Regions from separate parts of the Mus musculus genome. Here all the other regions are linked to region 2. The links are chromatin contacts, called in public HiCAR-type and HiChIP or PLAC-seq maps. All regions are on one chromosome and are shown on one strand. The core of a region is the stretch at or near the end of the contact, and the rest is flanking DNA. Distances in the headings are between cores, read along the strand shown.

The links. HiCAR-type assays count read pairs that join an accessible place to other places. HiChIP or PLAC-seq counts read pairs in DNA pulled down with a chosen protein or histone mark.
Region 1: a contact with region 2 is called in a HiCAR-type map of fibro-adipogenic progenitors, with 2.8 times the contacts expected there. The contact joins the enhancer-like site here to the promoter of Slc7a6 in region 2. A contact is called at or near these places in 7 of 39 promoter capture datasets (the 3T3-L1 cell line, the C10 cell line, frontonasal cranial neural crest and 3 more), 2 of 15 datasets of contacts at CTCF or cohesin (large pre-B cells and pro-B cells), 26 of 484 Hi-C or Micro-C datasets (the AML12 cell line, the C2C12 cell line, the N1E-115 cell line and 14 more), 21 of 115 datasets of contacts at active chromatin or transcription factors (the 230-238 cell line, the NIH/3T3 cell line, T-cell acute lymphoblastic leukemia and 16 more) and 4 of 9 other capture datasets (adipose tissue, embryonic stem cells, liver and 1 more).
Region 3: an H3K4me3 HiChIP or PLAC-seq map of pro-B cells shows a contact between it and region 2, with 4 times the contacts expected there. The contact joins the promoter of Zfp90 here to the promoter of Slc7a6 in region 2. A contact is called at or near these places in 6 of 39 promoter capture datasets (the 3T3-L1 cell line, the C10 cell line, the SN4741 cell line and 2 more), 2 of 15 datasets of contacts at CTCF or cohesin (large pre-B cells and pro-B cells), 18 of 484 Hi-C or Micro-C datasets (the AML12 cell line, the C2C12 cell line, the N1E-115 cell line and 11 more), 18 of 115 datasets of contacts at active chromatin or transcription factors (the SCID.adh cell line, T-cell acute lymphoblastic leukemia, astrocytes and 13 more) and 4 of 9 other capture datasets (adipose tissue, embryonic stem cells, liver and 1 more).

Annotation. Positions count from the first base shown.
Region 1 is chr8:106,392,098-106,396,219 of GRCm38.p6, reverse strand. No RefSeq gene overlaps it. Among named protein-coding and RNA genes, the nearest start is that of Gm34026, 5.9 kb to the left of the region's middle. Within about 2 kb of position 1,654, at least 40 of the 459 cell types and tissues checked have an H3K27ac peak or open chromatin away from gene starts, as enhancers often do. A contact at or near this core is called in the 230-238 cell line, adipose tissue, bone marrow-derived macrophages and 3 more, where this site is marked.
Region 2 is chr8:106,166,656-106,170,845 of GRCm38.p6, reverse strand. It overlaps Slc7a6 (solute carrier family 7 (cationic amino acid transporter, y+ system), member 6), which reads right to left and starts at 1,992. Exons shown (of 10, transcript NM_178798.4): 1 at 1,892-1,992.
Region 3 is chr8:106,413,434-106,417,644 of GRCm38.p6, reverse strand. Zfp90 (zinc finger protein 90) reads right to left here and starts at 2,318. Exons shown (of 4, transcript NM_011764.4): 1 at 1,875-2,318. The coding sequence starts at 1,907.

The DNA of each region.
Region 1 (4,122 bases), core at 405-2,904, 230 kb before region 2:
GCAAATGGAAAATGAGTCTGGGCTACGTAGGAAAACCTTGTCTTTATAACAGCCAAGGCCTAGGCTGTCAAGATGGTTCAGTGGGTAAAGGCACCCACCACCAAGCCTGATGATCTAAGATATACTCCCAGGACCCATGTGGTCGAAGAGATCTGACTACCACAAGTTGTCCTCTGACCTCTACATTCATGCACACAATATAGATGCCCAATAACTAAACAGATAAACAAAACAAACAGAGTTGAGAAACCCCAAAGGCCAGGTGTGGTGAGACACTTCCATAACCCCAGTGGGTGGAATCAGAAGGTGGAGTCAGGAGGAACACATGCAGGCATGCGCAAAAAAGGAAGAAAGAAAGAAAGAAAGAAAGAAAGAAAGAAAGAAAGAAAGAAAGAAAGAAAGAAAGAAAGAAAGAAAGTAAGTCAGGGAAGTGACCACCTGGGCCTCAATCTGCTGACACTAATGGAACTTGTACGAGCCACCTGCACTGGGCTAAATACTTTCAGGTCCTTGCAGCCAGCCATCCCAGTTTGCTCAAGATTGAAACCCTTCCTTGAACAGAAGATTTCTGGTACAAAAACTGGGAGAATCTGACAAGCAGGACCTACTTGTTTGCTTTACATTGAACTTCATGATACCTTATAAAGAGACAATATTTCCATATTCATTTTAAAGATAGGAAATCTAGCCAGGCAGTGGTGGTGCACGCCTCTGGAGGCAGAGGCAGGCAGATTTCTGAGTTCTAAGCCAGGCTGATCTACAGTGCTAGTTCTAGGACATTGAGAGCCACACACACACAAAACCAATAATAATAATAACAATAATAATAATAATAAGGAGGAAGAGGAGGAGGTGGAGGAGAAGGAGGAGAGAAGGAGGGAAGGAAGGAAGAAAAGAAAGAGAGAGGAAGGAAGAAAGGAAGGAAGAACGAAAGAAAGAAAGAAAGAAAGAAAGAAAGAAAGAAAGAAAGAAAGGAAGGAAGAAAATCTGAGGCTTACAAATATTCTATGACTTGTTAGATTTCAGAGCCCATAAACAACAGAAACAGAATTGGAACCCAGAAACTTGACCTTTACAGTCTGCCAACTCAACAATCAAGCTATAACAGGACTATTCTTCAAAGATGAGATTCTGAGAGGTTTGACTTGTGAGGGTTGTATATATTTGAGAAAGTTGCCTGCCTGCTGGAGAGAGGGTTTAGAGAATTCATGCGATTTTTGAAAAAGACCAGAGCCTCATACGGGTTATCAGGAAGACGTTGGGGTGCACAGTGAAGGCTGTGCTGGACTCACTTCCTTTACTCTTAGAGACAGAAAGCGCTAAGCTGTGAGACCAGGACTGGACACACTCCCAGGGAAAGGAGAATCTGACAAGCAGGACCTAGTTGTTTGCTCTACATTGAACTTCATGAAACGGGGAAGACGGGGCCAGGAGAGCTGGAGTAGGTCCCGAAGGTTGTGAAATCTCCTCTCTAAGAGGGTTTCTGAAGGGGAGGATCTCTATTTAGCTGCCGTAGCTCAAGCTTGACTTGAATAACTGTATTTGGGATGTGGGCCCCTCAAGGACCTTGATTTGGGGAGGCAGGAAACAGCTCCAAGCTTTACCAACTAAGCAAGACAACTTCCTCTTCTGTTGGTTTTGGTCAGCAATTAGCAGATGGCTTTGGGAGTCTCAGTGGGACTGACTTCCCTAAAATCCACCCTGTAGGCTCTGATTCCCTGAGTACTGACAATCTGAAGATCATAGCTTTGTGTGGAAGAACGAGTTTTATTTTTAAAATTGCCGTAGTCGGAATCTCTGCTTGACCTGGTAAACTGCAGCTTGTTCACCAACTGGTCAAATTCCCTTAACTATATATAAGTACTGGCCTGGGGATGTGAGTCCAGGCAGTTAGTTAGATGATAGCTGAGTCTACAAACATTTGGTGGCTTACCTCGCCAGCCCTTTCAAACTCTGTGCCCTGGTTGAGAACTCCTGCTCTTCCTGCTGAGTCCCAAGAGAACCTCTAAGTGTCCCTCCTCCCACTTGGTACTTACCCTGTCTGTGACTCTCCTCTGGGGACACTGCAGTCATCAGCATGGTGGCAGAGACCATCGTGCCTACATTAAGAATGGAATGTGATGATGTAATTGTATTATAATCTCAAAAATAAAAACATTATTTTAAGGAGATGAAATGTGAAAAGGGGGAAGGGAACGAGGCCCCTCAAGTGCAAGCCTTGTGTGCCACCCCTTGGAGAAAAGGCTACTGGAAACACAGTTACTTAGTCCCTTTGGGGAGTGGGGCCTCTCTACAGAAAGAGAATGATATCTTGGCCTTGGTGTATGGATTCACCTTGACATGACTGCAGCCATCTTGATTCATATAACCACCACAATTGTCAACTAAGAATAGCCTTAGTTGTTTCCAAACAAACTATAAATGAACAAATCTATTATGATTGGAGCCTTATACTTTGACTCTGGCTCCACAATAGATTTGGTATTAGCCTAAGATAAACTAGATACATTCCAGCTAACACAAATATTTTCTGACTCAAGTTACAGGGATCTAACTGGTCCTGTTGTTGCTCAGGGCTACATGGCATCAGTAATTTCCACCACTAATTTAAAACACACACACACACACACACACACACACACACACACACCACACTTTAATTTATGCATAGTAATAGAGTTTACATATTAAAAACACTATAATGGCTTGCAGCCAATCATTGAACTGAACACGGGGGGCGGGGGGAGGGGTTCCCGGTGGAGGAGTTGGAGAAGGGACTGAAGGAGCTAAGAGGGTTTGCAGTCCCATGGGGGGAGCAACAGTGTCAACAGGCCAGATCTCTGGGAGCTCCCAGGGACTGGACCACCAACTAAAGAATACACATGGAGCAACCCATGGCGCTGACCACATATGTGGCAGAGGATGGCCTTGTTGGACATCTATGGGAGGAAAGGCCCTTGGGTCTGAGGGTATTCCATGCCCCAGTGTAGGGGAATGCCAGGATGGGAAGACAGGAGGGGGTGGGTGGGTGGGGGAGTCCCCTCATAGAGGTAAGGGGAGGAGAGATGGGATAGAGGGTTCCTGAAGGGGAGACCTGGAAAGGGGAAAACATTTGAATGTAAATAAAGAAAATATCCAATAAAATAACCCACTATAATGGAGTGATTTGCTATAGTTTTTTAAATTAAAAAATATTTATTTATGTTAATATTTTGTGTGCCTGGTACCTGCAGAGATCAGAAGAACTCATTGGTTCCTAAGGTTGGAGTTACAGGTGATTGTGAGCCACCATTTGGGAGCTAGGAATCAGGGCCTAGGTCCTCTGTGAGATCGACAAGTACTCTTAAGTACTGAGCCAATTCCGCAGCTCCTTGATAGAACTGGCTGGTTTTTTGTTTTTGTTTTGTTGTTGTTGTTGATTGAGACAGGGTTTCTCTGTGTAGCCTTGACTGTCCTGGAACTCACTCTGTAGACCAGGCTGGCCTCAAACTCAGAGATTTGCCTGCCTCTGCCTCCCATGCTGGGATTAAAGACGTGCCTCACCATGCTGAACCCCCTTGATATAGATTCAACCATTAGATAGATATAAGAAACTCAGAAAATTTCAGTTTACAACCCCCTCCCCGACAAACAAATTTCATTTAATTTTTAAAAAATTTTTTCCTATGTGGGTCATTTCAACAAATGTATCCAGTTACTAGTGTCTGATTCCTTCTGCACTTATGGCCAACAGGTTTTGTTTTTAAAGCTCAACTTTCATAATCACTGCCTCAAAGGAAAATCACACATTGGACTGTTATGAAATACAAAAATAGAAATAGTTCTTGCTGCTTCTGTACCTGAAAAGTTGAATTCACATATTACACACACACACACACACACACACACACACACACACACACGGCAGAGTTGAAAGGAGAAAAAAAAGTGAGTTTTATATGTTTTTCATGACTCATGTCTTCTTAGCAATATTCCCCTTTGCCCAATGTCAACCTCTCTAGATCTCTTTTCTAGATTTTAGACTGTATCCATACTCACATCTGTTTACATAAATACATTACACATTAGGCTGATAGTCGCACCCCCATAAACATAGACTAATTTACTCTATACTTCTAGAAC
Region 2 (4,190 bases), core at 743-3,242:
GGTACCAAAGAGAAAATTATTCCTTACTTCAAGGAATTACTTCTCTGTTTTGGCCATTCAATCTCTACAACAAAGAATAAATTCTTAGCTACTTATCAAAAAAATATTAACTTATAGAAAGCATTAGGATACTATTTCCTCTTGTAAGGAGGCAGAGGCAGGAAGATCTCTGAGTTCAAGGTCAGCATGGTGAGTTCCAGGACAGCCAGGGCTACACAGAGAAACCCTGATTCTAAGAGCATCATTTACACAACTTTTATAGAACATCTCCACACTCTAGAATTTCCTCTACCAAGAAACTTAGCAGACCAGCCACATAAATGAAACATGCTTTTGGTTTAAAAAAAAGGGGGGGGGGGCAGGGACAGGCTGATCTCTGAGTTCAAGGCCATCCTTGTCTACAGAGAAGAGTCCAGCCAGGGCTAAACACAGAAGCCCTGTCTCCAGTGGGGAAGGGTATGGAGAGGGGATCAGGCTTATGGTTTCCATCTTTGTCTCTCTTTTTCTCTTTGGTTCGAGGTGCTAGAAATGAAACCCACTTGCATGGCAAGTACTGCCTTCTCTCTCCACCAGGGTGGTGATTTTTCCACACATTTGCCAGGAAAGAAAAATCAAATATAACTCAAGTAAACAGCCTAAGACCCATGTCGGGAAGCAAAAGCTATCTGTATGAAATCACAATGGAACTTGAACAAAATAGGAAGCCTGGGTAGATTCCTCAAGGACCTCACCAGGTAAAGAAGTAAAAATGACCCCAGGAAGCAGTTGCAGACTTTAAAATCTGCTCCCCCTAAGTCTTTAAATCCGAGATCGATTGGCTCTCAGATATAAGGAGCCAAACAGCTGAGCATATATAGCCTGTTAGATGAGCTGCCCAAAACTGAGAGGGGTCGTTCTCCCCGCCCCCCAATAACAGCGGAGATTGCATTCTCTCCAACACATAACCCAGTGATCTCGATTGGTTCCCCAAGACTTGTTAAATTAGGTGTTTTCTATTTATACTGACCCATTACACAACGCGGTGACCAGCCTTTTGGCTTGGTGTGCAGAGTAACAGAAATTTTCCGAACATTTCCCAAATATTTCCTGATAATTGTGACATGAGATGGTCCAATGAGACGACAAAATACAGGAGACACTCAAAAGAGTAAGAGCACCGTGTTCCCAAACGCCAATACCTCAGCACTCTAAAAGTCCCAACCGGAGTCAGAGGTTTCAACAGCCCCCAAGAAGCTGCATTCCTGCATTCACACACCCGCCCTGCTGTCTCTGCCCTCCTCACACACAACGGCTTCTTCCTCCTCCTCCTCCTCCTCCTCCTCCGCCACCTCTCAGTGCTCCAGGGAGGTTCACCCAGGCTCGCACGGTCACGGACTGCGAAGGGCTCAGTCCTTCAGCCTTCACGCCCGCTTCTCTCACACTCAAACCTCCTTCACCGTCTCCGTCTCTCTCAGGGTCGCACACACTCCAGAGCCACCCTCACGCCCACGGTTTTCCTCCTCGCACTCTGGGTTTTTCCGTCTACACACACACACAAACAAACACACACACACACACACACACACACACACACGGCCCCTTACACTCACCATCTCACAGTTTTTCACAAACAGTCCCCCTTACACTCGGGATCTTGCACACTCACAAAGCCACCCTCGGGGTCTCTCTCCCCACACACGCGCCCGCGCGCGCGCCTGCGTCTTCCTCACACGGCGGTCCACTCCAGGGATCCACGCTCCCGGCGTCCTCTTCTCAGCCGCCGCGTCTCTCCCGCGCCCTCCGCCCCACGCGGTTTCCGGCCCCGCATCCAGCACGCGGCCACGGAGGCCACGCAAGAGTGTTCGGCCGCACACCAGAACGACCCCGAGCCGAACCGGAGCCAGCCCCTCACCTCCTCGGCCTCGCCAGCTACCTCCTCGTGGCCCGGAGCTTCCAGGATGCTCGGTCGCGCCGTCGCCCCGGCGGCCGCTCAAGCCCCGCCCACGCCACGTCACTCGCACCGGATCGCGACAGCGCGCGCCGCCAGGGGACCCGGCTCGGAGCGGGGGCCCCAGGCGGCGTTGCTTCCGGGCACTGGAGCACGCCGGGGCCCTGGGCGATCCGCGTACCGTTACGGAGCAGCCTCCAGCAGGCCGCGCCCGGACTCTCCCCGCGGGCTGTGACTGGGGTGCGGTCACCCTCACCTGGGATGGACACTCCCCGGCTCCCCACGCAGTCACTTGAAGCCTCTGGGGCTCCACGTGAGGATGCTGCTGCTTGGAGCTCTAACGGGCCCACACACACCTTCTCCTCCTTGGCCTTTGGGGACTGCACGCCCAGTGGGACCCCAGACAGTTGACACAAAGAGCTCTGGACCGCCTCCCTATCTAGATAACTGCCTCCCTTCAGCCCGGGAACCCAGGAAGAAATACACTCCCGGGACCGGTGCTCTGACACTCAGTTCAGACTCCATTAGACCCAGGAAGGCTGCCACTTCTGGCTCTCTTCGCTTTGTCCTGGTCTCCCCCGACCCTGCTGACACCCCTCTTGGGGATGCTGGGACATCCTGACCTTTTCTTCTCCCGTTGGTTGCTCCTCTATCTCCTTTTAGGTTATCTTTTTCCTCTAGTGGCGCTGGCGTTCATTCTAAGACTTCCTGCCTTTTATATTCCACCGGACCTTCTAACAACTGACCAGTCTGGCAGGGATAAATATAGTCTAACGAGACAGTTGTGCTTTTCTCGTAGGCTATCAGACTTTAAAAACAAAACAAAACAAAAAAAAAAAAAAAAAAACAAAAAACAAGAACAAAAAACCCAAGAAATCAGTATTTCCTCCAGGAATAGCCTGCTAGGAGATCAAGTGGACGAAACATCTAAAGGAGGAACATATCTCCTGGCTAAATATTTACAACTTGTCAGATACCTTGAAAGAAACAGACTTGGGAGTTTGTTTGCAAGGGACCCCATTCTTTCTGCATTTCTCGCTTAAGATTTAAACCTTATTGAGAGATAAGTAGTGTGCCGGGCAATAGTGCCCATACCTTTAATCTCAGCATTCAGGAGGCAGTGGGAAGTCACTCTATGTGAATTCGAGGCCATCCTGGTCTACAAATCGAGTCCAGGACAGCCAGGGTTCTGTTACACTTAAACTTTGGAAAAACCAAATAATTAACTAAACCTCTCCTAAAGTGCTCTCCTTCCTCCTTCCTGATGAATGAAAAAAACAGGGACATGATCACTCCTAGGTATGGTTGAAGAGAAGGTTTTTTGTTTTTTGTTTTTTGAGACAGGGTTTCTCTGTATAGCCCTGGCTGTCCTGGAACTCACTCTGTAGACCAGGCTGGCCTCAGACTCAGAAATCCACCTGCCTCTGCCTCCCAAGTGCTAGAATTAAAGGCATTGCACCACCACTGCCCGGCGAAGAGAAGGTTTTTATTGTAGCTATTAGGGAGAGCACAGCCAGAGGCATTTGGAAGAATCCAGCCTGAACATAGCCAACAGGATAGACCAGGCCATGAGAGGTGACAGGGTGGGGGAAAGCAGGAAAAGAGAGAGAGAGAGAGAGAGAGAGAGAGAGAGAGAGAGAGAGAGAGAGCAAGCAAATGAATGAAGAGAGGTGGCAAGGACCAAGAGGCCATGAGAAGAACCAAGAGAACACTTAGCCAAAATGTCAGAGAGTATACAGGAAAGAGAAGCTGGTGAGAAATACTAATTCTTTTTTTTTTTTCTTTTGGTTTTTCTAGACAGGGTTTCTCTGTATAGCTCTGGCTGTCCTAGAACTCACTTTGTAGACCAGGCTGGCCTCGAACTCAGAAATCTGCCTGCCTCTGCTTCCTGAGTGCTGGGATTAAAGGCTTGCGCCACCACACCTGGCTCGAGAAATACTAATACAATTTCTTGATTGGGTAGTAACAGAGCCTGGCCTCGTCCACTTTAACATGTTAATAGGAACCACACAGCCTTTGGTCCCAGGTTTCTTAGGAAGTTAACAACCTATAGGCGTAGGATGCAGTCCTTGAGGACCCCTTGTTGGTGCTGCCCCTTTTGGGTTCTCGTCTTCGAAACCTTGATCAGTCTCTGACGCAGCTCAAAGGGGCCCTGAGTTCAGGCTCCAGCTCCAAAGAAGGAGCATGGCAGGAATCCAACAGATCTGAGGATGAGGGAGGCTCCCCAGCACAAGCCAGCAGCCAGACTCTGATTCCCTAGCAA
Region 3 (4,211 bases), core at 1,069-3,568, 250 kb before region 2:
ATCATCATCACCTGTGTGGGTCTTTGCAAACAACACAACCAGGCAGCAACTTGCTGATCCACAAAAGGCAGAAGGCGGCAGTTCGGTTCCTGTCACATGGACTCCTTGCCTTATTAACTTGTCTCTCTTTTGCATCCTTTTGCTTTGCACATCCTCACCACAGTGCATGGCCTTCCCTCAGCTCTACAGAAAATACTCCTAGCCACTGTTCTAGACCTCGATCAATGTTCTTTCCCAAGGGTGACTTCTCTAGTTCTCCCCAGGCTGTGTGCAGTTCATGAAGGGATGTAAACCCAGGGTTCCCTGCACTCTAGGCAGCGACTCTACTGACTGCCCTACATTTTTGGACCCTATAAACTGACCTTAAAAGACACTGTTAGTATTTTTAACTAGATTGAACTTGATTATATGATATACATAGCAACTGACTGTGCTACATTTTTGGACTCTATAAACTGACCTTAAAAGATACTGTTAGTATTTTTATCTAGATTGAACTTGATTATATGATACCTGTAGCAACTACAACTTGTAGCTTACTGTTAAAAGTATTTTGTTATATTATGGGTCTCTCTGTGGGTATTGTGCAAACCCTTTTTCCCCTCACGAAAATAGCCTTATAAAGGCCCATATTATATTCCCCAAGCCTTCCCCTTTGCAACAATTAGCCAATCGTGTCAGATTATAGGATCAAGCTTCAATTAACGGGATGAGTTTCAGTCACCACCTCTGTGAGGGAGAAAAGACGGAAGTCACCCTGGCAAACTGTGGTTTTTAGCTCAGTTTTGGTTCAGTTGGACCATTTTTACAAGAGTTCAGAGCCCTGCTAGGCTTCTTTCAACTCTGTGCGATCCTTTCTTCCTCAATGCCTTGAGCTGAGATTTTTTTCCCCCGTTTCTAACAATTTTGTTCCTGTGAGAGCAGGTATCCAAGAAGCCAGAGCCATCAGGTCCCCTTTAACCTGTATTACAAGGTGGATGTGTACTTCCTGCCGTGAGTACTAGGAACGAAACTAATTCTGCAAGAGCAGCGTGTAAAAGCTTACAGTGTGTGCTCTTAACTGGAGCGCCATCTCTCCAGCCCATCCTTATCATTTTCCAGGAGGTGCTGGGAATTGAACCTAGGACCTCACACATACTAGGCAAGTGATCTACCACTGAGCTATAGTCCTAGTTCTTACCTTCAACTCCAAAGAGAGTTCAGATTATGTTCTCATCAAAGTAAAACGGACAGCCTCAGAGCTTATGTCCAGAAAATGCCCCTTTTGCTACAACTAAAAAGTGGGTTGATAAATCTGTCTCTTACTAATTAACCTGAAGCCGGGGCTATGGAGGGTGCGCACTATTATACATTTGTTAATGGGGAAAGAAAGAAAGGAAAATAAAACGAGTGGGGCGGGGGGGGGGGCAAGAAAAGCTGGAGCTTGTCTGACCAGGTTTGGCTGTAATGGTGGTCTCCGACTCAGCGCCCAACCTTCACCGGCCTCTTATTCTAATAGGTCTCTTCTGCCCCCCTACTATCTCTTTATGGCCTTTGGATGGGAAGCAGGGGGCTTTTCTATTTTGTCCCTCTATCCTCCATTCCTCACTGAAGAGTTCTAAGAAGTGCACACTGCAATAAAGTCTCAGTGCTGACACCCCCAGAACACTTCCTCTCACAAGATCGCACTTCCCTAGTCTCCTCTTTAACTCCATCCTTTCAGAAATCCTGCTCTGCCCAGGGCTGGGCACTTTGGGAGGGGTTTTCTCCAGAGGAGGAGACTCAAAGCGATCCAAACTAAGACTCTCTATACCTATACCAATAACTGTTCCATACAGACTCCGGGGGCCTCTCAGGGTGGGATGCTCCGGGCGGTGGGGGAAGGCTCGGCTCACCTGGGGCTTGGCCGTCGGAGGTCTCGGGGCCATTCCTGCCTCAGTGTGTGCTGGCTATGGTCCAGGGCTGAGGAGAGAGGACAGGATCCACTCACCGGGCTACCCCGAGGCCCCACCCCTTCAGCTCTGCAGCCACTTCGGCCGAAACGTGGGGAGGAGCCCCGCCTTCTCCTGCTGCTCTTCCCAAGGCCAAATGAAAGGCCCCACAGCTTCGGGACAGTTCCTCCGGCCACGCCCAGTCCGTCCGCAGGATGGTCGGCGAGGCCCGGAGGACAGCCTCCTACCCACTGCACTCGGAATCTGCCTCCGGGGCTTCGGAATCCGCGACCTCAGGTCCGCCCCTCTAGCGCCCGCTGCAGTTTCTTGTTCCCGGCAGTACTGCTCTGCAACAACAGGGTCGGACAATGGCCACAGCGGCGGGCGCAGAGCCACGAGTGCGACTGCGCACAATGATCCTCGCGCCTGCCCATCCACGGGTGCAGAAACTACGATTCCCAGCTATCCTCGCGTGCCCGCCCTGCAGAGGTCCTGCCTCCTAGTGGGGGGCTGCAGTAAGAGCACAAGAAGGCGGGCAGGTTAGGTTCAAAGTTTTTCTTTGGTATGTGTGTTTTCTGGAGCTGCTGGAAAGGTTCAAAGTTTTTGTCGTGTGTGTGTGTGTGTGTGTGTGTGTGTGTGTGTGTGTGTGTGTGTGTGTGTTGGAGCTTCTAGAAATTCTCACCGCTCCTTCTTTTCTTTTCTCCTTCTCCTCCACCTCCCATCCCGTTCCCTTTCCCTCCCCCCTCCCTCTTTCTCCCTCTGTGTAGCTCAGGATGTCCAGAAACTCACTCTGTAGACTCAATTCTCAATTCTCTTAGCACACAAGTGGCTAAGGATCGGGAGTTCAAGGTTATCCTAAACTGTGGTTCAAGACCAGCCTGGGCTACAAGAGACCTGGTCTTACAAGCCAAAATAAATAAACAATGCATGCACGAATGACTAAAGTGTATAATTCAATAGACTTTAGTACATAAAAAGAGTTGCACAACCATCGTTGTAGTCTCCTCTTTGAACATTTTAATTAGCCACAAAAGAAAAAAAATCATGTACATTAATAACCGTCCCCTCGTCCTAACCCACCTCCTCTCGATCCCGGGCAACCACTGACCTGTGCTGTCTTTGTGACAAATCTGTCTCTTCTGGGTATCTCATAAGATCAGGCAATATGAAGTTTTATGATTGGCTTCTTTCAGTTATTACAGTGGTTCTGAGTTCATTCACATCACAGGAGTCTCTATCCCATTCTTTTTTAATGCTGAATGAAAGATCTGATTGCCCGAGTGTACCACATTCATTCATCAGTTGGTAGCGTCTGCGTTGTTCACACTGTGAGATTTTATGCTTTTATCTTCAAAGCAACATTACAGAGGATATGTGTGTACACACGTTTATGGGGGTGCAGTTTCATTGATCTGGGGTAGATACAGAGAAGTTGAATTATAGAGATTTGGTAGCACCATGTTTAGCATTTGAAGGAACTGTGAATGTTTTCTAAAGAGGCTGTATCACTTCCATCTTTTTTTTTTTTAAACTAACAGCATATAGATTTCAACATTCCTACCCACACCTGTTACTATTTGTCTTTTTATCACAGTGTTCTGTGGATTTTTGCTGGGATGCGGGGGCGGAGAAAGTATAAATAACAACAAACCCCTTGGAAACTCTGCAAATACTTTCCACACTAGACAACAGTAGCAGACAGATACGCACAAAACAGAAGTTTAAGAGACCCTAGAAGGATTCCTAAGGCAGAACTTTCAGTAAGAAGCACAAAACACAGGCTAGGGTAAGGCTCGGCACCAGGCACTACAGCTCGTTCCCCAGCGCTGGCAGCCACACAGCTCACAGATGGGGGCCAGAGTATCTCCTAGGGACCCCAACACAAACAAACGTATGTATGTATGTATGTATGTATGTATGTATGTATGTATGTATGTAAAACGTATTTGCCCATACCTTTTATTCTTGCAGGGGGAGTGGTGGTGGGTGCAGAGACAGAACGATCTCTGTGACTGTGTCAGTGTGTGTGTGTGTCTGTGTGTGTTGGGGAGAGGGAAGTTGGACAACACTTGGGAGCTGGTTGTCTTTTTCCACCTTTCGACGTTTGAATTCAAGCCTTCAGGTTTTCTCTGCAAGTGCATTTACCCGTCCAGCCGTCTCTCTGGCCCTATGACGTTATTTGTACGCATTGTCTACAAGATTGGGGGGTGGGGGGCTTCAGTTTGTTCAAAGACCATTGTTTATAAAGCCTGAAGTTGCCATTGGAGAGGGACCAACTAGACCCTTCAGTAGGCAAGGAGC